Regions from separate parts of the Mus musculus genome. Here all the other regions are linked to region 4. The links are chromatin contacts, called in public promoter capture Hi-C maps. All regions are on one chromosome and are shown on one strand. Each heading gives the region's core, a stretch centred on a gene start, on an enhancer-like site or on the middle of the called end of the contact. The rest is flanking DNA. Distances are from core to core; before and after follow the strand shown.

The links. Promoter capture Hi-C pulls out the DNA fragments that hold promoters and counts their contacts.
Region 1: a promoter capture Hi-C map of pre-B cells shows a contact between it and region 4, with 6 times the contacts expected there. The contact joins the enhancer-like site here to the promoter of Fstl5 in region 4. A contact is called at or near these places in 3 of 39 promoter capture datasets (the 3T3-L1 cell line, hippocampal neurons and pre-B cells), 1 of 484 Hi-C or Micro-C datasets (cortical neurons) and 1 of 115 datasets of contacts at active chromatin or transcription factors (astrocytes).
Region 2: a contact with region 4 is called in a promoter capture Hi-C map of hippocampal neurons, with 6 times the contacts expected there. The contact joins the enhancer-like site here to the promoter of Fstl5 in region 4. A contact is called at or near these places in 5 of 39 promoter capture datasets (cranial neural crest, embryonic stem cells, hippocampal neurons and 2 more) and 1 of 115 datasets of contacts at active chromatin or transcription factors (astrocytes).
Region 3: a contact with region 4 is called in a promoter capture Hi-C map of second pharyngeal arch cranial neural crest. The contact joins the enhancer-like site here to the promoter of Fstl5 in region 4. A contact is called at or near these places in 10 of 39 promoter capture datasets (the 3T3-L1 cell line, cranial neural crest, frontonasal cranial neural crest and 6 more), 1 of 115 datasets of contacts at active chromatin or transcription factors (astrocytes) and 2 of 9 other capture datasets (adipose tissue and liver).
Region 5: a promoter capture Hi-C map of hippocampal neurons shows a contact between it and region 4, with 28 times the contacts expected there. The contact joins the enhancer-like site here to the promoter of Fstl5 in region 4. A contact is called at or near these places in 17 of 39 promoter capture datasets (the 3T3-L1 cell line, the C10 cell line, the HPC-7 cell line and 10 more), 2 of 15 datasets of contacts at CTCF or cohesin (embryonic stem cells and pro-B cells), 95 of 484 Hi-C or Micro-C datasets (the AML12 cell line, the Ba/F3 cell line, the C10 cell line and 60 more), 10 of 115 datasets of contacts at active chromatin or transcription factors (SST interneurons, VIP interneurons, astrocytes and 6 more) and 2 of 9 other capture datasets (liver and pancreatic islet).
Region 6: a promoter capture Hi-C map of pre-B cells shows a contact between it and region 4. The contact joins the enhancer-like site here to the promoter of Fstl5 in region 4. A contact is called at or near these places in 7 of 39 promoter capture datasets (the 3T3-L1 cell line, cranial neural crest, embryonic stem cells and 4 more), 1 of 15 datasets of contacts at CTCF or cohesin (large pre-B cells), 1 of 484 Hi-C or Micro-C datasets (pro-B cells) and 1 of 115 datasets of contacts at active chromatin or transcription factors (astrocytes).
Region 7: a promoter capture Hi-C map of second pharyngeal arch cranial neural crest shows a contact between it and region 4. The contact joins the enhancer-like site here to the promoter of Fstl5 in region 4. A contact is called at or near these places in 11 of 39 promoter capture datasets (the 3T3-L1 cell line, HPC-7-derived erythroid cells, cranial neural crest and 7 more), 1 of 115 datasets of contacts at active chromatin or transcription factors (astrocytes) and 1 of 9 other capture datasets (liver).

What each region holds. Positions count from the first base shown.
Region 1 is chr3:79,070,073-79,073,434 of GRCm38.p6, reverse strand. Rapgef2 (Rap guanine nucleotide exchange factor (GEF) 2) reads left to right here. Exons shown (of 24, transcript NM_001310536.2): 21 at 3,220-3,362. Among named protein-coding and RNA genes, the nearest start is that of Gm52609, 15 kb to the right of the region's middle. Within about 2 kb of position 1,559, at least 59 of the 459 cell types and tissues checked have an H3K27ac peak or open chromatin away from gene starts, as enhancers often do. A contact at or near this core is called in pre-B cells, where this site is marked.
Region 2 is chr3:79,022,381-79,025,696 of GRCm38.p6, reverse strand. No RefSeq gene overlaps it. Among named protein-coding and RNA genes, the nearest start is that of Gm52609, 33 kb to the left of the region's middle. Within about 2 kb of position 1,831, at least 37 of the 459 cell types and tissues checked have an H3K27ac peak or open chromatin away from gene starts, as enhancers often do. A contact at or near this core is called in hippocampal neurons, where this site is marked.
Region 3 is chr3:78,698,948-78,702,465 of GRCm38.p6, reverse strand. No RefSeq gene overlaps it. Among named protein-coding and RNA genes, the nearest start is that of Gm36341, 92 kb to the left of the region's middle. Within about 2 kb of position 1,390, at least 1 of the 459 cell types and tissues checked has an H3K27ac peak or open chromatin away from gene starts, as enhancers often do. A contact at or near this core is called in second pharyngeal arch cranial neural crest, where this site is marked.
Region 4 is chr3:76,072,605-76,076,002 of GRCm38.p6, reverse strand. Fstl5 (follistatin-like 5) reads right to left here and starts at 1,442. Exons shown (of 16, transcript NM_178673.4): 1 at 1,029-1,442.
Region 5 is chr3:78,907,000-78,910,422 of GRCm38.p6, reverse strand. No RefSeq gene overlaps it. Among named protein-coding and RNA genes, the nearest start is that of Gm38542, 28 kb to the left of the region's middle. Within about 2 kb of position 1,747, at least 21 of the 459 cell types and tissues checked have an H3K27ac peak or open chromatin away from gene starts, as enhancers often do. A contact at or near this core is called in SST interneurons, VIP interneurons, brain and 2 more, where this site is marked.
Region 6 is chr3:78,962,581-78,966,299 of GRCm38.p6, reverse strand. It overlaps the pseudogene Gm9762. Among named protein-coding and RNA genes, the nearest start is that of Gm23440, 15 kb to the left of the region's middle. Within about 2 kb of position 1,704, at least 33 of the 459 cell types and tissues checked have an H3K27ac peak or open chromatin away from gene starts, as enhancers often do. A contact at or near this core is called in pre-B cells and pro-B cells, where this site is marked.
Region 7 is chr3:78,823,733-78,827,153 of GRCm38.p6, reverse strand. No RefSeq gene overlaps it. Among named protein-coding and RNA genes, the nearest start is that of Gm36341, 33 kb to the right of the region's middle. Within about 2 kb of position 1,438, at least 4 of the 459 cell types and tissues checked have an H3K27ac peak or open chromatin away from gene starts, as enhancers often do. A contact at or near this core is called in second pharyngeal arch cranial neural crest, where this site is marked.

The DNA.
Region 1 (3,362 bases), core at 310-2,809, 3.0 Mb before region 4:
CTTGTTTATTGGTGGCCATTGTGGTTTGAGGTGCTTCATTTTTCCAGTTTTATATGTAGTCTAGATATCAACACTTGTCTGAGATAGAATTGGCAGAGGTTGTCTCCCATTCTGTTGGCTGTGTTCACTCAGTGGCTAGTTTTTATTGTTATGGGAAGTTGATAATCCCGTTTGTCAGTTCTTGGAACTGTTTCGGGTGCTATTTGAATACTAGCCTGGACCTATATCTTGAATTAGTTTCCTCAAGCAGTTTAATTACTTTAGGAATTAAATTGAGGTTTTTGATGTACTTGGGATATACCTTTGCATAGGATGAGAGATGGGGACCTAATTTCATTCTCTGTAAATGGAGACACCAAAATGTCTGTTTTGTCCTTCACATCCCTGGCATATGTTTTAAACACTTTTGTCAAAACTCAGGTTTGTTTCTGCACCCCCCCCCTTTGTTCCATTGATCTTCATGTCTTTTTATGCAATACTGTGATATGGGTGTCACCATGACTCCAAAATACAGTTTAAGATCAGCTGTGATAGTGCTCTGAGCAGTAGCTGGCATGGGGTGCTAAGATGCCTCAGCTTCTAAGTCCCTTTTCATACTTCTGTTGTCCCCATAGTCTGTCTTCTGGTGTCCTTTGCCACACTTTGGTCCTTGTTCTGCTGACTCTGGTTGATGCTTGAGCAGGCGGCAGCACAGGTGGGCACACAGTCAGTGGTGTTCTCCCTCAGTTTCTGACTCCTCACAGACATCCTTTCTGGTTAACTGTCCAGGCTTCACTGTGCCACACTATACTCTTGAGTTAACTGAGTTCAGCCCTCTCCCTGATAGTTCTTTTAGATATAGACAGCATTTACTTATATAACTTTTTAAAACTTTGGTTTTTGAGTAGGAAATATTTTGTGTTTTTTGTTTTTTTTTTTTTTATTTAAAAAGAAAAAAAAATCTTATGAGCTCCGCCTGGTCCAGAACTAACCATGTATATAGAACAGTCTGGCCCCAGACTTGCAGCAATCCCCCTGTCTCTGCCTCCTGAGTCCTAGATTAACAGTCATGTGCCACCATTGCTGGCAAACTTTTAAAAATAGGTTTCATTCATTCATTCATTCATTCATTCATTTATTTTCTTATATACAGCCTGACTGCAATTTCCCCAGTGTCCACCACCTGCCTGCCATATATGTACACCCCCCCTTTTTTACTGATTGTAAGTGTAGGGAGAATTGTTTTTATATTTTTTTCTACTTAAATAGAAATTTATGCCACAGTAATATATAAAAGAAGCCTTGTAAATGTGAACAATTAATGTTCCTTATTTTTCATGATACAAATACGAGTCTTGACTGTCTTTCTTGTTTTCAAGAGACTGCATCTGTTCTTAGGTTGATATTCTTTCAGATTAAAGTAGCTGGTAATTTCTTTCCACAGTTTCCAGTGTTGCCCCTCCCTCCCTCCCCCCTCCCTCCCCCTCCCTCCCCCCTCCCTCCCCCGTCCCTCCCCTGGCCTTTCGATTGCATGTGTGGTCCAGCAGTAGTAAAGGAGATTGTTTTCCTGACAGAGTTTAGCAGCAGAGCGGAGTCAGTCTAACCATAGCTTCCTGTATGTCTGTGTGCAGCGGCTCCAGAGCTCACTGAGTGCGCGGGAGTTCTTTTCGTTCCTCTTGCAGTGGAAGTCAGCTAAGGTCTGCTGGCTCCTGGCAGTTTTCTGTTTGAACTGAGAACAGGAGCAAGAATAACAGTGTTCCCAGAAGTTCTAGGATGGGTGGGGCTTATAGAACCAAGCCTGCTGGGAAAGCTAGTTGACTTGTTAGCTAAGAAAATGGGAGAACCCTTCCAGGCATCAGGCATGGGGCAAACTTTGTGAGGAGAGATTGCCTGTTGGAACTTGCAGTGTGATTTATAAAAAGACAGACCATAAATAACCATGTTAAACCTTATCAAGACCTGCTTAGCCTTTGAAATAAATATAGATCAGGGTCCGTGTGGACTGACGGGACAGAATTTAACCTTCAGGTGCTCTCCAGTTTTGTTGTTGTTGTTTTTGTTTTGTAAGTGGCTTTGGGAAAATTACACTATAATAGGTGAGGTAGTGCAACCCTAACCCCAGCATTGAGGTAGCTGCAACAGAAAGATTAGTAGACCCCAACCTGGGCTAAAAGGAGAAATTTACATTGTACGTGATTATGTCTGTTTATCAGCCTTATATTATGATGGAAATTTAAAAATTGAGTGCTAAGAAAGATTGAGGGATTTTTCATTTAAATATATAAAATTGTCACAGCAAGTTCCCCCTCCCCCTGAACCTTGTGACTTTCAAAGAAGCCTCTCAGGACAGGAAATGAACATGTATTGAGCCAGAGCAGGGCTGAGGAAATGCATGCTACATCCTTCAAAACAGCTATCTTGTAGGTCATTCAGCTAATACAATATTAATGTTGAGAAAATAGATGACAGGAATCCAAAAGTACCTTCTTCGTGTCTTATCCTTGTATTCGTGTCTCCACTTAAACTCTAAAGAATGTGTGGCTACTTCCTAGTGGACTTTGGTGACATTCTCGAAAAGTCAAAACATCTGTTGACATCTGTTGAAAGTAAGACACTCAGACAGGCACAGTGGCGCACACCTTTAATCCCAGCACTAGGGAGGCAGAGGCAGGTGGATCTGAGTCCAATGGTCTACAGAGCCAGTTCTAGAACAGCCAGGGCTATACAGAGAAACCCTATCTTGAAAAATAAAAAAAGAAAATAAGACACTTGCTGTCAGCAGTTTGAGAGTTGGGTCCATACTTCTAAAACTGATGGGTTCTTCTTGATGGAGTTTGGTTGTGGGAGGTTTTGCTTCCAGTTTTGTTTGTGTTGTCTTACTCTGCTAAGATTGCAATTGATGCCTCAGACAAGCCAGACAAGTGCTCAGTCATTGAGCTGTTCTCAGCTGAGTCTTTACTAAGCAGTGTGTTTGTAGCTAAGGAAGCAAGAGTAGTTGAGACACGTCATAGTTTCTTCATCTTTACCAAGAGTGCGTAACAATAGATACTTTTCTCACCATTGAATAAGTAACTTACACTTTATTAGAGTAAAATTTGAATCTCTTAGTCTTCAGGTATTTATACCTTCTTGAATAAACCCCCATTTCATTGTCAACTTACAGTTTTTGCCCATTTGGTGGACCTGTTTAGTTTTTGAAGCTTAAAATATCTAACTACTACATTTACCTTTCTCACTCAGGTTATGCACTGGCTCTCAGTGGCACCGTGGATAATTTCTCAGATTCAGGTCACAGTGAGATTTCTTCACGATCCAGTATTGTCAGCAATTCTTCTTTTGACTCGGTGCCAGTCTCTCTGCATGATGAACGGCGCCAGAGGCAT
Region 2 (3,316 bases), core at 582-3,081, 2.9 Mb before region 4:
GGTAGGAAATTAGCCTCTGCTCAAAATTCTTGGGTTAATTTGGACAAAATTCTCATTTTTAAGCCCTCATGCTGTGAGCCACCAGGGCACATGCTAACCCTCAGGGGAGCTGCTGAGGTGGCCTGTTATTTCCTCATGGAGTAAACAATGGGGGTGGGGTGCGGGAATATGATTTTAACTTTCTAGCATCACTGCAGGCTTCCCTTCCTCTGATTTAGAAGTCTTCAAGGGAGCAGGGTGATAAGATGGCAGTAAATGTAGGACTGAGCGACTGGAGGGTGTGAGTCATGGAGAAACGTGAAGGGAGGTGGTAGTTCAGGAAAGAGGAATTTACATGTAAAACTAGAAGCTGGGGCAGGAGAGATGACTTGATGCTAAAGAGTACTTAGCAGAGGACCCAGGTTCAATTCCCAGAACCTCCACAGTAGCTCACAAATATTCCCAAGTCCAATTCAAGGGGATCTGAGGCATGCATCCATGGCAAATGGGAAGGTAAGGGTCCAACATCCCTTGCAAGGTTCCACTCCCAATGGCCTAACTCCCTCTTCTTAGGTTTGATCTCCTAAAGGTTCCATAGCCTCCAAATATAGCTGCAGGCTGGGGACCAAGACTTCAAATGCAGGGCTTAATAATTTTCTTATTCTCTTGCTTTAAGACAGGCTTTTGCTATGTAGCCTAGGCTGGCCACTAACTTATAGTAGTCTGTCTGCGCAGCCACCCAAAGGCTGAGATTTGAGACATGTGCTACCAATTTGGGGGAATAATCAAGATCTGAATTATAGTAGCAGCTATCAAATATTTCTCTTTAAAAACAATCAGTTTGTGGCCCCGGACATGGCTCAGTGGGTAAAGCACTGTCCCTGTAAGTGTGAAGGACTGACTTTGTATCTCCAGAATGTAGGTAAAAGCCAGGCATAAGAGTAAATGTCTGAAATCCTGATGCTGCAAAAGTGAGTTGGGAGGTAAAGCTAGGAGCATCCAATGACAGGCAGGTACCTGGGAACACAAAGGCAACAACAAAGAGAGACCCTATCTTGAACAAGGTGTCATGCAAGGACCAAGGCATGAGGTGGTCTTCTAACCTACACATATGGTACATATCTACTTGTATTCACATGAATATGCACACACGTATCTACACAGACAGACATAGCACACACACACATGCATGCACACACACACACATAGACATAACTCACATGGGGGGGGGTGGTGGTTTTTAATCAGGTGCTCAGCTGAGAAGGGAAAGTCACTTAGATGCTTTGAATGTTTTAACTCATATAGCAACACAAAGACCGAAGTGTGTTACTGTTGCAGAGATATGCAAAGCCCAAGCCCTTCCAGCTGGTGGCACTCATGCAGGCTAAGTTTAGAGCCACAAGGAGCAAAGGAGAACTGACATTACTCAAAACTAGCAAGAGAGCCAGCCTACTGGGACATTTTCCCACTTTTAAAGGCCTGCCCTTAGTGGAAGGAAGGGATTGGCAGTGCAGGGTGACTTCCATGCCTGGAGCTCGGTGCTGGATATCCTACCCTTGAGCTTCATGGGGGCTGTTTTGCCATAGGGGACAAGCTTGCTGTGACATGACATCCTGAGGTTGGAGACAAGGCAGATGGCTGTGACTTCAAGGGCTTAATCTCAGGCCGACTTAGATTTTCCTTTCTGCCGGAGATGGAATTGCCTGATTCCCTGTGGGAATTAAATTCTGTTTGCAGTCAAACCAATTTGAATTAATTTAGCAAGTGTCAATTTTTCCCTCTGAACTGTGTAGAATGCAGTTCTAAAATTAGACTGACTAGTGCAGCCTCTCCCAGGCTTTTTTCAGTCTTTGCAGATGGAGATAATATTTCCTGCAGAGATGCTGTCGAGAGCTAAACAGCCCTTCCAAATCACAGTCAAGTTCACCCTGTAGACTTCGGTGCGGGCAGAACCTTCCTGGGGTGGTTCATATGGACCACTAGCCTCCTTTTCCCCAACCGTGGCGATCGCGCACCCCACAAGGGCTCCTGATGGACACTGGCTGCAAATTTCTACTCCCTAGCCGCTTGACAAACAGGCTGGAGTAAAGATCTGCATTTGGATGCATTGACGTTGCTACTGTTCACCCTCTGAGAGCATTTCTGAGGCAGGCGAGTGATCACTCAGGATAGGCCATGAAGAGGTACCAGCCAGCCCTGCTCCTCAGGCAGAGCATTCTGGGAAGCAGATTTAGTCCAAGCACTCGTGCGATGAGCTGTTCATACCCTCCATGATTCAGCACACAGAGACAACACTGGAGACAGAGGTCTGGCCTGTAAGCCATAGAGATAAAGTCCTTGGATCTAGAGGTGTATGTCACCAGTATTTTTAGGTCCTACACATGACCCCTTCCTGTCTTACTTCACCCTCTTAGCGATATCCCATCCTCCTGTCTTTCCTAGCCACGTTTTCTGATTCTTCACTCTTTTGCATTTGTCTCCTCTCTTTGGATTGGTTCGCTAAGGATTGACACCGTTATCACCGTTCTGCATGAAATCCTGGTTTGTTCCAAGTAACAGGCTGGTTTTCCTCTATATTTATTTACTCTTTACAGCTCACAGCAAGGCCGAGCTATGGCTGTGGACAGTATACACACCCCTCTTCTTAGTCCAATTTCCACTCTCAGGGAGACTCAAGCCAGCACAACAACCTTCTCAGGCCTCTCACAAGCTGCTCCCCCTTCCCTTTTCACTCACTATAATGAGCTAACATAGTTCCCAAAGGAGGCTCTAATTAGAACTGCTTATCCTTGTCCCTGTAGGATACCACCAAAATAAACCCCCTCAGTCTACACCCTCTGCGACCACTGAGAGATTGTGCTATGCTGTGTGGCACTCCTCACATGAGAGACTGCGTCACAGACCCAAGATGGGCTCAAGGGCTCATTGACATGAGGACACGAGACTAAGGGCGGTGGGTGGGTGTTCTGAAACCTAGGCCAACAGGAATCAGAGTGTTGCAGGATGCCCTTGAAGGCTTGCACATCAGTGTTCACAGAGGTCGCAGGCACAGCCTCTCTCCAAAGGCTTCGATCCAAACTCAGTGGCGCACAGCTGCTGCCAGCACCCTCAGAGATATTGACACATCTCCTTCTAATGTCTGCTTCTCCTTTGAGCTTTTATCAACGTCTGATCTGCCTGCTTGCTTTTACTTTAGACACCAATGCTTGGTTTTCCTGGGCTCTGTTTCCCCAGTTTGCTTTTCCTCTCTGGGGTGACTCTCTCTCAGCCTCTTTGGGACAACTCTTCCCCTGTTTGTCACCTCTAAATGTTAGAGGACTCATGGGCTGCAGACTTC
Region 3 (3,518 bases), core at 141-2,640, 2.6 Mb before region 4:
TCACCAAGAATGAATGCAGACATAAAATAATACACATCCACAATGGAGTTTTAATAACTGATATGGAAGAATAAAATTGAGTCAAAGGTGGTGATTGTTACATTAAGCAAGATAAGCTAGACTTAGATTATTATTACAAGTTTCCTCTTTCATGCAGAATCTAGACATGAAAGGAAGAGAGTATTTGGAACAAGGAATGGACCAAAGAGTTTGGAAAGAGGGAACAAGAACAGGTAATGGGATGGAGAAAGAAATGTTCCATGTTTTCTTTTATATGCAGAAGCTAGATCTAAATATACCCAGGCATTTCCTATATCATGTCAGGTTCATTCAACATCCTGGCTCTTGTGAATAGTGAAGCAGAGAAGGCAGATGTACAGGTATCTATGGGGTGTGTTGACTTAGAATCCTTTAGTGGCTTAAACAGTAGGTTAGTTTTTAAGTTTTTTGAAGCTTCTCTCCACATTGGCTGCCTCAGTTCCCTTGCCTCCAGCCATGGAGAATTTTTTTTTCACATCCTTACCAGTCACTTTTTTTTCTGGCTGGTGGCTATTCAGCTTGAGCGAGACAGAATCTCAGAGCATTTTAACTTGCATTTACACGGTGACTGAAGATGTTCCACATTTTCCTAAGCACTGCTTATTGCTTGTATTATGATCACTCAGTTAAGCCTTTTAGATAGAAATGCTGATTTTTGACTTTGACTTTCCTAGTCAAGAGACTGCATACTGAGACCCTTTGCAGTTAAGTTATTTCTCATAGTCAGGTCTTCTGCAGATTCTTGAACTACTATTTCTAGTCATTAATAATTTCATCTGAAATAACCTGTGCATTTTAAAGTGCCATAGAATCATATCTTTTAAAAGTGTAAATAGCTTTGAGGTAAAGAATGCTGTTGAGCTTTTGACTTACCTATTTTTGAGTGTTTATGACTAAAACACGTAACTTAAAAAATTAGCAGTAAATAAAACAATGTTTTATCAGCTTTGATACGGTTTCATTTGAAAGTTTGACTATTACCATTCTTTATGTATTTTTACCAAACTCAATTGACTTATCTAATGTCTCTGGCATTTTAATATATGGCAATTAATAATAACAGAGCAACATCTGCTGTATATTAGCATCTACCACTTTCTCCATCTCCAGCTAAATGTCAAATTCCAGAAAATTCAAGAGTGAAAGTATGTTTCCCATTTTTTCTTTTACATCTTTGTTTTCTCCCGGGCTTTCTATTAAGACATTGGGTAAAGATGTTGCTTTCTTTACCAAGTAAAAGCATTAAATCCATCTACTTACAAATTCAATGGTAAGCTTGCTGTACTGCAGAATATGCTGAGTGTGGACATGAGATCAAGTTTCTCTTGTTGGGGGAAAGAGTAATAATAGCTCTTGGCGGTTTAAGCTGGAAGGGTTATGTTTTTGTGACATTTAAACTAATAATGAAAGGCTGTGGTAACTCTTGAGGGAGTCAGGTAAATGAAGCACAGTAGGAAATGCTGTGTCCTAATCACTGTGGATTAGGGAGGCCGAGGGACCCCTACTAAAATGGAAGGAGCTAGTTTTATCACTGTCAGGCAAAAGAAGAAAAATGGAATGAGAGAAGAATTTGATAGAGTTGGTGATTTTGCACTCACACATACAATACACATTGACATCAGATTGTATTTGTTTTAGTAAGGTTAACTATTTCTGTGATGAAACACCATGACCAAAAGCAACTTGGGGAAGAAGGGGTTTATTTTCATTACACTTCCATGTACACAAACAGTCCATCACTGAAGGAAGTCAGGACAGGAATTCAAACAGGTGTTCAAACCTAGAGGTGGGAGCTGATGCAGAAGCCACGGAGGAGGGTTACTTACTGGCTTGCTCCTTGTGGCTTGCTCAGTCTGTTTGTCTACAAAACCCAGAATGACCAGTCCAAGCCCGGCACCACCCACAGTGGGCTGCCCCCCGTCAATCAGTAATTGAGAAAATACTCTACAGACTTGCCTACAGTCTAATCTTATGGAGGCATTTTTCTCAGGTGAGGTTCTCTCCTCTCAGATGATTTTAGTTTATATCAAGTTGACATAAAACTAGCCTGCACAGTATTGTATCATATTATGCTTGAAAAACTAAGCTTGAGCAAGCTGGTTTCATTCTTTATCCTGACTATCATGCTGCTTTATCCAATTGTAAGAAAAATTATTGACCCAAATTTGTTGGAGAAAATTATTTTCCACACTGTGCAAACTTAACAGACTATTGTTCAAATGGACTCCAACACAGCTAGTTCTTGTCCAAATAATTGAACAGAGGAGTAAAGAACAGGTTATTTTTCTACTGTCCCTGGGTGGAAAACATATCCATGCAATTACTGATTTAAACGTAATCTGATCATGTTTACCAATGACCATATTTGAATTTAACTTAGTTTTTTAAAATGAGATTTACACAAGAAACTAAAACAAACAAACAAACAAAAAACCCATTATATATATTTTGAAAAGTGCTAGAAGGAAAAACCAACATGAAATTTGTGCTGTCCTATTCCACTTCCAAATAATTCTTTTAGAGCTACTATCCATAACTGCAGACAAGCTGCTGCAAAAATTCTCGCTGTTATTTGCTCTCATATTCAAAGCAAGGAAACCACATTTGAGTCATAAATTTTGGAATTGGATCATAATAAGTTTGAAATTAAGTTCTATCATTTGCTAGTTACCTCACTTAATTTTTTTTTTAATTTCTTATTCAAGAACCTAGTAATGGTGCTTCAAAGATGACTTTTCTAGAAGGTGGAATGATTTGTGTGAGGACTTACTGTGATACTCCAGGACTGCTGGGCTGTATATTTAAATGTTAAGAAAACACAACAAACAAACAAAACAAAACAAAACCTCAAAACATCCAAGAGTAATTTCAGTAGTGAAGAAAATAACTTGCAATGCAGAAACTATTCAAATTACTTAGCTTATGAAGCTTGCTGAAAAATCACAGTAATCCAGTAAAGGGGTGACTGACAAAGAACAGACAAATAAATCAGCGAAACAGAATGAATTCACACAAATATAATCGACAGATCATTGGCATGGCAGCTTCTTCAACTAATGGTCCTGAGAAAAAGCTGGGTATCCATGTGTTGAAGATTGAAACTAGACTCCTATTTCTCACTCTGAAAAAAAAAAATGGGCCAAGGTCTTAATGTAAGATCTGAAACTCTGATGCTCTTAGAGGAACGAGTCAGGCAAGCACTTCAAGATGTAATTATAAGCGCCTGAATGAGACTCCAGTTGCTAAGGAAATGACTCAAACATTAGACAAGTTAGATTACGGGAGCGGCTGCCTTCTGGTTCTGGCCACATGCCCAGCAGCCTCTGTCTACACTGCACCTGTTGCAAAGAGCTGATGTGATCCCCAAGTTTTCCCTTCACAGCTCTCATGTGGTCCAAATCCCTACCATTTCCTCTCTTGTCTGGGAATCCAGTGCAACCTGACTGATGTTGGTAACTCGCTTATTAATGAAGCCTGCA
Region 4 (3,398 bases), core at 193-2,692:
TCTGTTTAATACATGTGTGAACAATAGCACTATCTATGGGAACACCAAGTAACTTCCACCATTTAGTGTTTGCTCACTATGAGCAGTCTTGTATGGTGTTTATCCATACCAAGTTCTCCTTTCAAAACACACTCAGATCACACTGCCAAATGACAAAAGGAACATAGCTTCACGTGAAACCTTTTAAGTCAAAAACGTTCTCTGTTAAGCATGCAAGAGGTTAAAGGTTGATGAAATAGCAAGACATCTTCTCAACCCAAGCTTACCTGCCTCACTCAATCACCTAAGCAGTCAACACTATAATGTAAGCTGATACTATATTATTAAATCAGAGTATCTCATTTGCATTCACCTCTGACCTGACGGGCTGGGGAGAGATGACATCTACTAGGAAATAGCAGAACAAGCAGTCCCCAACTTGGAAATTCACAGGACCTTGGGTGTGAAATCCTCACAGACTGAGTTTCACTAGTTTTATTTGCACCCGCTGCACAACAACATATGTAAATGAAGCCAGCCTGGCAGAAATAGCCCTATCCCTTCCGTCTCCCCTCCAAACCATGTTAACAAGCTCAGCACTTTGCAATTCATGTTTCAGACACACAAAATATTATTTATTATGCAAACAGTAGGTCATTCAAATATGCTTTTAAATTAAATGCATTTTAAAGAACTTGGAAATTTTTATCACATCCATACACATATTTGTGGGCTTGATATTGAACAGTTACAAACCCAAGCCACACTACAAGTATTCATCTAAAATATTTACACTGATAAAGCAAGATGTATCATGACATTAAGTTCACAAAAACAGACAGCTCTCAACTTCCTTAACACTTTAATAATCGTGGTCTTCAGTATTATTAGAAGAGCATCTCTATTGTATCAAATTATTAATTTTTATAATTATTTCCAAAGTCCTGTCTCAAATTATAGAAATAAAAATAACTTATTTTTAAATTTTTTCACGGCTGCCTGCATTTCTCACCCACTTGCAATCATTTATAACAATATTCTATTCTTACCTTATTTGAAGTAAAAAACAAAAAAGTCCTCCAAAAAGATTTCTAAATGATGTGAAAATATGAGTCACAGTGTAAAAAAGAAAAAAGAAAAATAATAACGATGAAAAGATCCTCTTAGGTTGGAAAAAAAATCCAAATACTTTGAGTTAGAACTACAGAATCTCCAAAGTCACGCCTGAGTGGGCGCCCAGATTGCAAACATAGGAGTCTCTCCCACGTCCGAGTCGCACTCCTTTGTCAAGTTAAATTGGGTCCTGTGGTGAAGCGGGTCCCACTGGGCACATAGGGTTCCAGTGGGCGTTGCCTCCAGGTGCCCAAGCAGGCGATCCCTTACACCCGGGGTTCAGCACCGACACTCTGTGGACAGCACCAGCTCCGCTCACGTCCAGTTTGTCTCAGTCACTGAACCAGGATGATTCTCGCGCCTCCTCCCTCCGCAAAAGCCAGGCTGCCCGTCAACCCCGGTGTGCCCCGCCCCCACATCTGACGTAACTGTTTTGCATATTAACTCTCCAGGAGGTGAGGGGCGGCCCCTTGGCTGGGCTTCTGATGGGTTCAGCTACCGCAATCCAGAGGACCAGACTCAAGATTAAAATCAGCATTTGGGCATTGGTCGGACTTTATGCTCCATTCGCGGAGCCCAGCAGAAACTATAAAGGCTGCGGCGGTGTCTGCGCCTCCTCCTTCGCTGGGACCGCGGATCCCGGGACTCTGCGACCTCACAGCCCGCTAGGGAGACCAGGCTTCCTAGTATGGGACTGTGAGGTAAAGAACTGCGCACCAAGAAGTCATCCAGTCCTGTCTCATGCATCAGACCCTTTAATCTTCCAGACCAAACTTTCTCTCTCATTTGGTTGTGGGTGGGTACCTGATTCAGACTTCTGCTCCTATATGGGGCTCTTGGAGTGAGGCCCTGCTGCAGAAACTTGACTGGAAAAGAATTAAAAATATCTGAGCGCAGGAAGGGTATTTGAAAGCTTGTAATGCTTGCCACCTCTCCGAAACAGGATTTTTTTTTTTTTTTTTTTGCCATGTGACTGTTTAGTTTATGATAAGCTTCATAGAATTGGAGATGGCAGGATTTTAGAAGCTCATATTAATAATGCTTTGTTTGAAAGTTCTCAGCTTCAACTCTCATCGCCAAACCAAGAAGCTTGTACAGTTTTTATTATGTCCGATACATCACTTGTTCTATGAAAGATGGAACAGGCTGGAAGCAGTGTCACAGCTTTTAGCAGTTCTCTCAGTGTGTATGATCTTCCTTGTCCCAGGATGCTACAAAAAGGACTTTGACAAAGGAAGAGGCCCAGACAGGTCACATCCACAGTGATCTCTGACTTGTGAAGGAAACAAAAACCAAAAAAAACAAAAACAAAAAAAAACAAAAACAAAAACAAAAAACAACCCACCAAAAACAAACAAAAAAACCACTCCAGGTACAGCCCCATACCTTCCACACAAACTTCCTACACCTAGTGTTAATTGAACAGAAAGTAGTATATAAAACTAAGCCCACGATTTTTAATTACATAAAGCTTTTTCATAAAATGTGTATCATTTTTTTTAAAAAACACCTACTATTAAATGTGCTATTTTCCACAGGATTACACGAGTTCTTCATCGTTTTCCAGGAATCTAAGCAAACTTCTCACTGGGACCACTCCTGTGTTCCCAGCAACGTTAATTAGATGATCAACTTGGGTTTCCTGGGAAAGCATCTTTAACAAACAAAGACAATAATTCTCAGATGCAGAGCAATCTGCCATGCTTTGGTCTCCTCTGGCGACTACCAACTTTATGTTAATATATAAATGGCAAATGTTATTTTGAGCTGCTCATTATGTGGACACACATGCGCGTGCGCGTAGATTTATTGTTTCTGTTCCTGGTGCACTTTTAATGACAGTTTTAGAAACCATGGCAGGAAATGAAAGGTAATTCATGGGAGCAGGTGGGTATTGTCAATTACAATTACAACAAAGCCAGTTGAATAGCCTGCCCTTAGGCTGGCGGTGGAAAGAGAAATAACCCAGGCATTGCTTTGATGTCCTCATGCTATGCCGTCAGAGAAGATTTGATAGTTTACTGCAGAAATACATAAGACATTTTTATATAGTCTTGTAAGAATGCAAGAAAACCTATGGCAATTATTTAATCAGCGTTAATTTTCAGTTCACTCCAGTAATAAGACATTAAGGGTAGGAATCCAAATGAGGCAATCATACAATTATTCAAAGTCTAAAAAGGGTGGACTGGGAAGCTTCCAAATACAAAGGTGGGATGCTAATTGTTTTCTCATCATCTCTAAAAAGAACAGAAGAGAGCAAAGGAGAGAGAAATGAGAGAAAGAGCAATAGGAAGTAGAGCAAT
Region 5 (3,423 bases), core at 498-2,997, 2.8 Mb before region 4:
ATTAGATAATTTGTCCGATGTCTGTTAGGATTCTTCAGGAATGTTCCTTGGAAGCTCGAGCTTGGTTCAGTTAACGATGTTGGCTGCTAGTGGTTTTTGTAAGCATGAAAAGTTATTGTGTTCAAGTTCCAGGTTGTGCTGACTTCCCAAATGACTTGGTAGTGGTTTGTCCTTAGTGTAGCTGTGCATCTTAGGGACAGATAGATGGCCACCATAGTCGCCAACAGGGAGACTCACTAAAACTACTCAGCCTAGAATTTTCCAGCACTATTCTGTTGAAACTGAGTTGTTTGAGCACATTAGGGCAAAAAGTAACCTGCATGTGCCAAGTCTTCATTTTTCAAGAATTCTCAGACTTTGTCTTGGATTTTACTAGGTACTTTCAATGTGTGTCCATCCAATTTTCTTCCTCTTCCTCCTCCTCCTCCTTTCTCCTCCTCCTCCTCCTCCTCCTCCTCCTCCTCCTTCTTCTTCTTCTTTTTTTTTGGTTTTTCGAGACAGGGTTTCTCTGTATAGCCCTGGCTGTCCTGGAACTCACTTTGTAGACCAGGCTGGCCTTGAACTCAGAAAACAGCCTGCCTCTGCCTCCCAAGTGCTGGGATTAAAGGCGTGTGCCACCACGCCCGGCTAGCCAATTTTCTTCTTTCACATAGCTCAAAGAATAATTTTTCTACCAGTGAAGCCTATATATGGGCCTTCTTTGCTTTAGGAAAGTGGACTTAAATTTTGGGGTAAAGACTGTGGTCGGCTCCTTACTGATCTAGCCACGTTCCCACTTTTGGCTCCTTTATACTGCAAAACTCAGCTGTAGAATAGTGCCTCTACTGCTTAGAAGGAGACTTGATCTCTGCAGCCTCATGGGTATTGCTCATTCATACTTTCCCTGCCTGGAATATAGGCTTCCTCCTACCCATGACTCTTGGGCTGACTTTTAACTTGGTAAGTGTTTCTTTATGTGTTTCTGATGACTCACTTTAGGAGTCACTGGGATGACCCCATTGCTCTATGCACTGTCTTGGTACCTTGCACTTCTCTTTTTGCATGGTTGCTATAGAGAACCTTTCTGCACCATGCCTCTAGTTGGCCATGAGCTCCATGAGGGCAGGGATTGTGGTTAGTTTGCTGACAGTTTCATATTTTAGTGGATGGTGGTAAACATTATAAATGTTGCCCGATGAATAAATAAATTAGACATAAGGAGGAGGCAGAGATATTTAAGAGATCAGCTCAGCAAACAAAATCAATAAAACAGACTTTTTATTTATAATGTTAGTGCCTTTTCTTTTTTAGTCTTTAAAGACAACTTTTACATGGGGTAAATCGATTGGCTGATGAATCCATAGGCTTTCCCTCTATTTCCTGCAACCATTTAGATCCCACAGTTAAAAAAAACTCAGCAATTCAAGGACTTTAATAGACAGTCTCTTCCAATAACTGTATTTCTATATACATTAGCCACTTACCCTTTGTAAGCTTGGGAATTATTAGGGCCTGCAATTGACTATATTAACCCAAGCCATCATCGTTTCCTTCAGCATAAATAAAAGTAAGCTGTTAGCAGGAGGCCAAAGGCCCAGCAGCCGTTCCAGTACAATTTGGATGGATGCAGATGGAATTACAGAGTCATATTTTATCTGTTGGATTCTGTCCCAATTATGAGCTTAGTCACCACAGAGAGTTCAGAGACAGCAGAGATGGAGGCAGGAAGGAGATGCAGTTTGAAGGGATTCATAGTCCTCAGCAGGATAGGCTTTCTTATGCTCTCAGCAACAGAGACCATGTGATGTTCCCTAAGCATGAATTGTATTCTCTGCAGACTTTCCTGCTGGTGCAGCTGGGGTGGGAAGGGATGGAGGTGGAGAATGGCTGATTTTGAGGCTGTAATTATGTCAGGGCTAGAAACAGAATTGAAATGACCCAGATGGTTAGCCTAATGAAGCTGATCCAAAATTTATGCCACAAGGAGTCAGAACCATACTTCTCTCCCTGTGTGCATGTGAGAGTGTGCATGATTGATTTCTTTGGTGTGTGTGTGTGTGTGTGTGTGTGTGTGTGTGTGTGTGTGTGTATGTGGGTGCAGTTGAAGGGATGGGAATGGGTCTGCAGGGCCAAGATGGAGGTACACTGGGAAGTATCACAACCAATCTGAGCCTTTTGCTTTGGTGATTTGGCCTCAGGCAGACCTGCTCCCTCTCACTTTCTCCAAGATGTAAACTCCTTTTCCTGTGGCTTTGCAAATACAACGTATCTCCTGGGAGAGAACTCTTCCCTCAGGATAAGATGCTGGAGGCAGACCACGCAGAGCGAGGGGCATCGATGCTTATGTTCTAGGGCTCTGGTCCAAATCTTCATCTTGAATGAGAACCACAGGTCACATGCTCCGTAGTCACCTGTCTACGGACTGTGGTTGCCAGCAGGGACAGAGCTATGACCAGCACTGCAGATGCTATGATCTTTTAATTAAAGAACTTAATATATGTAAATCTAGAGAACAGTGCTTGGTGCGTGGTACATATCAATTAACTGTCCATTGTTACTCTATTATCCATTCAGCACATTGGCTGCTCACTTTCCTGAGCTCTCACTTCAAAGGCATTTCTTTAAGGAACTCAAAAAACCATGGCGTTCTAGTGAGGTGAGAAAGGAGACAGTCTTGAGAATAGATTATGACAATGTGTCATCTTAGATAATTGAGAAGGGGCCTTAGTTTTCTCATGTGATGCTGTGGAGGGTCCCTGGAATGCTCCTGTCAGAAGAGACAAATGCTTATAAAACAGTCTGCCGCAGTCATCGCCATTGAAGAGCGGTCATCAAAACAAGAGGCAGTTTACATTTGTCACTCTGGCTGATCCTCTTAGGTCACATTTTAATTTGGCTTTTACAGGAAACTGAAATTCATGACATATAAGGAATCTGTTAAAACAGTATTTCCTTCCCCTTGTTGAGTACGTCACCTGTGACATGTTCTCTGTATACCATGGCTATACCATGAGATATGTTACTGTTATCCTGATCTGTTGCTGAGCCAGCCAGCTGTGGCTCAGAGATGTTCGGTGATTCAGGATCACATAGCCAGGGAGCACTGAAACGAGGACTGGAACTCTTTGTCTCCCAGCTCCTGCTATTAAACTAGGGCTGCCTTGCGAGACAGACTTGCTATTAAGCTGGATTGGTTCTAATCCTACTTGAATGAGTCCAAGATGCACTTGCTTGATAATAAATCCTATTGGTACTATTCAAGAGCTAAGGGAATAAAATGTGTCCTGGGGAAAACAATACTTCAAGAAGCACAGCTTGCCATATGTGCGGAGCAGGAGAAATTAAGTGAGAAGAAAACCAAATTGATGAGGGTTTTCAAAGATACAGGGATATAAACAATCTAAATTAGAGACATGATGTGGTATTGGCTACAGAGTGTGTGAT
Region 6 (3,719 bases), core at 455-2,954, 2.9 Mb before region 4:
GAAAGTACTTTTGATTTCCATTTGACTGCTTTCTATGAGCCCACGCCTCATCTTCCCCTGTGCACATGTTTACCTGACACAGCAGTGCTGCGTGTTGTACATACTTGGAACAACAAACTAGAAATACTGTACTTCTGTACCAACATTGCCTCCTAGCAGAGAAGTGTGTGTGTGAGAAGCCAGTTCTCCGGGCATAACCTAGGTGTGAGACTAAAAGCTTTCCTTATTGACTTAACTTTGGATAATGGCAAGATGTGAGGGGTAGTAGGTACACAGTGTGTGCTTGGATGGGAGGAAAAGCTCCAGTGACCCATAGGAGATTGTCCTTAAGTGGAGTCCATCCAATCTCAAACAGTCATAAAAAGCAAGGTGAAGAACGTGAAGCTGTTTCTATATTCATTTCATCCTGAAGGACCTACAACTTAGGTGAAAGTTATGACCAAACAGATTAAACTACATGCTGTGCTTTAAGGTCTAAGGTTAACGGATCAACATTTAAATGGACTGGAGCTGTTAGTACATAAAGTGTGGTGGGCTTTGTTCCCAACACTTCACATCTCCCTGCCCTTTCAGCCTTCCTCCTTTTAGCCCCTTTCCATAATCTTTGGTTTGTATGTGGTTTCTCAGTTAATACATAGCTAATAGCTCTTATTTTTCTTATGTTTTTAACTGCTTTAGGCCTATTTCGATGTAAGGGTGGAGATGTATTTGATGGAAATCTGTGTGTATATTTAAGACCCTGTTGCTCCTCTGGAGCTTGTACGTTCACGAATGATTCATCTGTGTAATAAACTGATTACTACAGTCATTACAAAAAAAAAAAAAAAAAAAAAAAAAAAAAAGAAAGTTAAATGCCATCAGATCTTTCTGTTATCTCATGTCTGAAGCCTCTCCTGTGTCACAGGAGGAACAGGGTCAGGAGATGGGAACTGCGCGGTGCTGAGAGCTGTTGAGCATGGTGACACATGCGAGTAGGCCTGGCACGTGGGAGACTGAGGCAAGAGAGTAGGAGTTCCAGGTCAGTCTAGGCTACATGGTGAAATCTTGAATCAGAAGCAAGGCAGGGTGATGCAGTGCGGTGCGGTGCGGTGCGGTGCGGGGCAAACCCAGCAAAGCATGATGGGACAGGCCTTAGGGCATAGCTCTTTGATAGAGTATGCATGTGTGAGGCCTAACTTTCTGTCTCAGATACAGTAAAACGAGTGTCAGGACAAAATAAAACACAACCCCGTGATGTGAAGGGAATGTCACTGTGGGTTTCTCTTTCTACTCGCACGGTACCCGAGGGCATTGCTTTGTCACTATTTTATTCTTGGCACTTTCCAAGTATTAACCATCAAGTAGTGTTCCTTTTTCCTCAGTAAGTTTCGAATCGACATTGTAGCGTTTATTGTGTAGAAAAAGAATTTTATCTGTTGCTCGCTCATGTTCAAAATGCTGTTTCTTCATTGTCCTTACAGTTTTCTCGCATGTTTCCCTAGAAAGTTAAACTTAGCTTTGTTCTCCACAGTTGGGGTTTTTCTCAGCGGAAGCAGTTTACCCACAGAATGAAATCTAAGACAAAGTTCTTACTTGTTCTCTCACACACAGGCAATGTGTTTTTTTTTTTTTTTCTTCTGGTCAGCTGTTAAAATGCTTAGCCTCATAAGTAGTGGGAACTCTAATTCAGATCAATTTTATGAGACTTTTCTGGCTAGAGCAAAAGGATGTGGTCAGGAGAGGGAGAGAGGAAAGATCTGAACTCACCCTGGTTTCCTCCGGTTTGGGTTAAACTGAAAACCGACTTTTTTTTTTTTTTTTTTTTTTTTTTCTCACGATTCACTTCTTGGGTCCACAGAGGCTCTTCTCATGACATCTCTTGGGAATCTCAGCAGCGGTTCCCACGACCCAGGGTGGTGGCTGTCTTCTGCAGCGTGTCACTTTATGGTGAATATTTGGGTGTTCCTTGCTCTCATGTCTTCACTAGGGGCATGGTATACAATGCATCTATACCGCCTCTATCTCTGAGCCAGATACTCTCATTAGTATCTTAAATGGCATCCACTCCCCTTCCCTGGTGATAATATTTCAGCTTCTGCCCCCAGATGGTAGCTTGCTATCCATGTCTCTGTTGCTGTGATAAACACCATGTCCGAAAGCAACTTGGGAAGGAGTGGGCTTGTTTCACCAAACCATCGTCCAGAGAATGCAAGGCAGAGAGAGACTCAAGGGAAGAACCTGGAGGCAGGAACTGAAGCAGAGATGGGTGTACTGGCGTGATCATCTCCCTTTCTAATACAATTCACACCCACCTATCTAAGGACCACAGTGGCCTGGGCCCTCCTACATCAATTAGAAATCAAGAAAATGCCCAGAGACATTCCACAGGCCAATTAGATGGAGGAGAGCCCTCTGTTGTAATGCTCTCTTCCTTGGTGTGTCTAGGTTAGTATCACATTGATTAAAAAAATAAACAAGACATTATTTTCATTGTCTACAAAAATATCTTGAATATCTTTAAGATAATACTTAAGTCTTTTTCATGTTTGATGGCTCCAAAGAATCTAGCTTATCAAAGACTATAACTTACTGTATTAGTCATGGTTCTCTAGAGAAACAGTCCTGATGGTAGAATAAATGTATATATTAATTTGTTAGACATCTGTTAGGGCGGCTTACAGGCTAGACTCCAGTTAATCCAACTACCGCTCTCTACGAATGGAAAGTCGAAGAATTCAGTATTTGCTTAGTCCAAAAGGCTAGGTGTTTCAGTTAGTCTTCCATATATACCAGGATCTTGAAGAAATAGCTCTAATTCCAGTGATGGCATGGGCTTGACAGCTAGAACAAACAGGCCAAGAACAAAAGCTTCCTTCTTCCATGTCCTTTATATACACTGCCAGCAGAAGGTATGACCCAAATTAAGGGTGGCTCTCCCCACCTCACAGTTTTGGATTAAAGGGGTGTCTTCCTACCTCAAATAATTTAATTAAGAAAAATCCCTCACAGGTGTGCCCAGGCACTTGGTTTTCACATGTATTGTACATGTAGTCAGCTTGACAACCAAGAATGGCCATCACACTCCCCTAGCCAGGGTCCTGCTCATTAATGCAGTGATTATACTAATTTTTTATTGTTACAAACCATGCTTCCGTGCGTGTTAGCCTATTCTTGCTAGTGAATGTATCTCCAGATAAGTTATAAATAGACTTGATAGCTGACAGGGCTGTGATTTAAAATCTTGATATATATATATATTTAAAAATTAGCTGTCATAGGAATCACACTGACTTAACTGCCTCTTGTAATGTGTGAGGATGCCTGTTTTCCGTAATCTTGCTCACACAGCATAATCTCAAATTTTCCAGGCAGACAAGGCGCACATGGTTTCTCCCTCGGCCTCTAGGTTACATTCCTGAATAACGTAAAGCTTACTGTGGTCGCTGTAACAAATGGCCACACAGGAACTACTGTGGCTGTCAGTAGTTGTTGTTTTCTAGAGACAGGACTTTGCTATGAAGCTCAGGCCGTACTTGACTCAGTTTTACCTCAGAGTGACTCATTAATGCCACAGTTTTAATAATACACATATTAATACTTCCGTTTCTAGGGGTCACAGACCCGGGCACACGCCAGCTGTGGTGTTCTCAGCTTGGGGTGAACAGGTAGTGGGGTTGGGGTCGGAAGGGAGGAAGCTTCTCTTTTTGGGTTCTCTTTGTGAGGTTCAGCTATGAAGTGTC
Region 7 (3,421 bases), core at 189-2,688, 2.8 Mb before region 4:
CATTTCTCTCCCCACAGAATTCCTTTTCTCTTATTTTTATTTGGCTCCAAGGCGTTAGAGGGATCAATACAGAAGATACTTTCTAGGGAAGGAAAGAAGACGGAAACATGTGCCCTGGTGGAGCTGCTTAGAATATTGAATAGCTTTTGACATAGCTTGATGCAGATGTAAGGTAAAATTCTCCAAGGAGAGAATTGCTACTGTAGTTTGCTGCTCCAGGGGGAAAAAAGAAAGTAAATGAAAGCAGGAGGAGAAAAGTAGAGTCGTTCACTCCTCCCACCTCCGAAGTTCACAAATAGGACAGCGAGTTGAGCATGCAGGAGCTCAGAAAAAGCACTTGGCTGTGATGAAAACTATTTCCTACCCCATCATCACCGCGGCAGAGGGCACTGAAAATGCCTCTGCCTCGATGTTAAATCAAAATTCATTCTCCGGGGCGGCACTTGCTTTCTTTCGTGTTTCATTTGATGGCTGCCCAGCTGACATGGATTCGCAATGGTTACTAAAATATTCACTGCAAAGAGCTGGTGGGAAACAGTTTCATACACTGCTCCTCTTACTCATCTGGATTAACCTTTCTCAGGAAATCACAGCATTGTAAACACCCCTCAGCATTAAATAAAACACAGCGGTGTGCAGCTTTAAATGATTGCTTCAGCTTTTTTTTTTTTTTTCCTGGCCCAACGTGTGACTTGTTTTATTTAGCAGTTTCTGCATTCCCCACTGTTTAGCAATCAGGCACCGTTGAACGTTTTTGCTTCTACTTCCCTTCCCTGGTTTAATAAGGTACAAGATAAAATACTCAGACCTTTCATTTTTTTTTTTTTCTCCCTAGGAAGATCAAGTCTTGAATAAGAATCAAATTTGGAAGGTCAGCGTTCAAAGTTTACTGCTGAGTCTACTTAGTGTTAAGAAAGTACAGACCGTTGCACAGAGAGGCAAAAAGCAAGTCAAGATTGGTTTAAAAACTTGTAGGTATTAATGCAACATTGTGGCTGAGAATTCAAATTCATAAAAGTCAGGAGAGTCAAAATTATGATCCTCCCAGCTCTCGTTATTCCTTCCATGCACACATGATAGTATTTTATGGACTGTATTTGCTGTTATATTTATGCCCTTATATAGAATATGCCAACTTATAGTTGCTAGGGGAAGCATAACTTTCCATTTCAAACTTTTCTGCATTCTAATTTTTTCAGCCCAATTGGAATTAGCACATCTCCCTTCAGTTTCCTCTCTTCTGATTTCTTAAGGAAAATTAAACCAGGTGACTGTACATTCTTGTTTTAAATGCCCACCGATCTTTTGGATTTATTATGTATTTGTGGTCAAGGCTGTGAAGAATACAGAGAAATTCCTTTGTTTGGGAGAGCAGCTTAATGCAGCTTGCAGGTTCACAGTACCCATCCAGACATCCTTTTCAGAGAAAGCAGAGAGGTGCCTTCTGGATCTGTCCAGGGTCCTGACACCCTATTCCAGTGCTGATCCCAAAATGTTTTACACTCACAAAATATGAGAATAGGAATAGTCATTACAACAAAATTAAAATAGCGAAAGGGGTCTGTAATACTTCACAGGCATGCAGAGAATCTGAGCAGAAAAGACATTTTCACTGCACTGACAGTTGCTGCAGCTCCATAAAGGCAAATACTTCGACTCCTGGGTGCAGAGCATCTACACTATCTGCTCTAACAGAGCCTGGCGACCACAGTGCGTTTAGAGACAAAGGGTTGCTCAGACTCATTTACAGACACTATCTGTTAAGCATGATTTTAGCTGGTAGTAATTTCTGATAGAAAGAGTTTGGGAGTTGGGCATTTATATCCTGATGCTGATATGAATGGGAAGTTTTGGTAAGGACTTAATCTCTGCATTCTGATTTCTTAACTGACCACACAACTGCACATTTTTAGAAACTGAAAAAATTGACTGAGTAATTTTTTTTTTCTTTTTTTTTTTCCATTTTTTATTAGGTATTTAACTCATTTACATTTCCAATGCTATACCAAAAGTCCCCCATATCCACCCACCCCCACTCCCCTGCCCACCCACTCCCCCTTTTTGGCCCTGGTATTCCCCTGTACTGGGGCATATAAAGTTTGCAAGTCCAATGGGCCTCTCTTTCCAGTGATGGCCGACTAGGCCATCTTTTGATATATATGCAGCTAGAGTCAAGAGCTCCGGGGTACTGGTTAGCTCATAATGTTGTTCCACCTATAGGGTTGCAGATCCCTTTAGCTCCTTGGCTACTTTCTCTAGCTCCTCCATTGGGAGCCCTATGATCCATCCATTAGCTGACTGTGAGCATCCACTTCTGTGTTTGCTGGGCCCCGGCATAGTCTCACAAGAGACAGCTACATCTGGGTCCTTTCAATAAAATCTTGCTAGTGTATTCAATGGTGTCAGCGTTTGGATGCTGATTATGGGGTGGATCCCTGGCTATGGCAGTCTCTACATGGTCCATCCTTTCATCTCAGCTCCAAACTCCGTCTCTGTAACTCCTTCCATGGGTGTTTTGTTCCCAAATCTAAGGAGGGGCATAGTGTCCACACTTCAGTCTTCATTCTCCTTGAGTTTCATGTGTTTAGCAAATTATATCTTATATCTTGGGTATCCTAGGTTTGGGGCTAATATCCACTTATCAGTGAATACATATTGTGTGAGTTTCTTTGTGAATGTGTTACCTCACTCAGGATGATGCCCTCCAGGTCCATCCATTTGGCTAGGAATTTCATAAATTCATTCTTTTTTTTTTTTTTTTTTTTTTTTTTTTTGTAGTTCACCAGGCCTGGAACTTGGTCATATTCCTGCCTCCTGAGTGCTGGAATTACAGATGAGTGCCAGCATGCCTATTGTTTTTTTTTTTTTTTTTTCCATTTTTTATTAGGTATTTAGCTCATTTACATTTCCAATGCTATACCAAAAGTCCCCCTTACCCACCCACCCCCACTCCCCTACCCACACACTCCCCCCCTTTGGCCCTGGCGTTCCCCTGTACCGGGGCACACAAAGTCTGCGTGTCCAATGGGCCTCTCTTTTCAGTGATGGCCGACTAGGCCATCTTTTGATACATATGCAGCTAGAGTCAAGAGCTCAGGGGTACTGGTTAGTTCATAATGTTGTTCCACCTATAGGGTTGAAGATCCCTTTAGCTCCTTGGGTACTTTCTCTAGCTCCTCCATTGGGAGCCCTGTGATCCATCCATTAGCTGACTGTGAGCATCCACTTCTGTGTTTGCTAGGCCCCGGCATAGTCTCACAAGAGACAGCTATATCTGGGTCCTTTCGATAAAATCTTGCTAGTATATGCAATGGTGTCAGCGTTTGGATGCTGATTATGGGGTGGATCCCTGGATATGGCAGTCTCTACATGGTCCATCCTTTCATCTCAGCTCCAAACTTTGTTTCTGTAACTCCTTCCA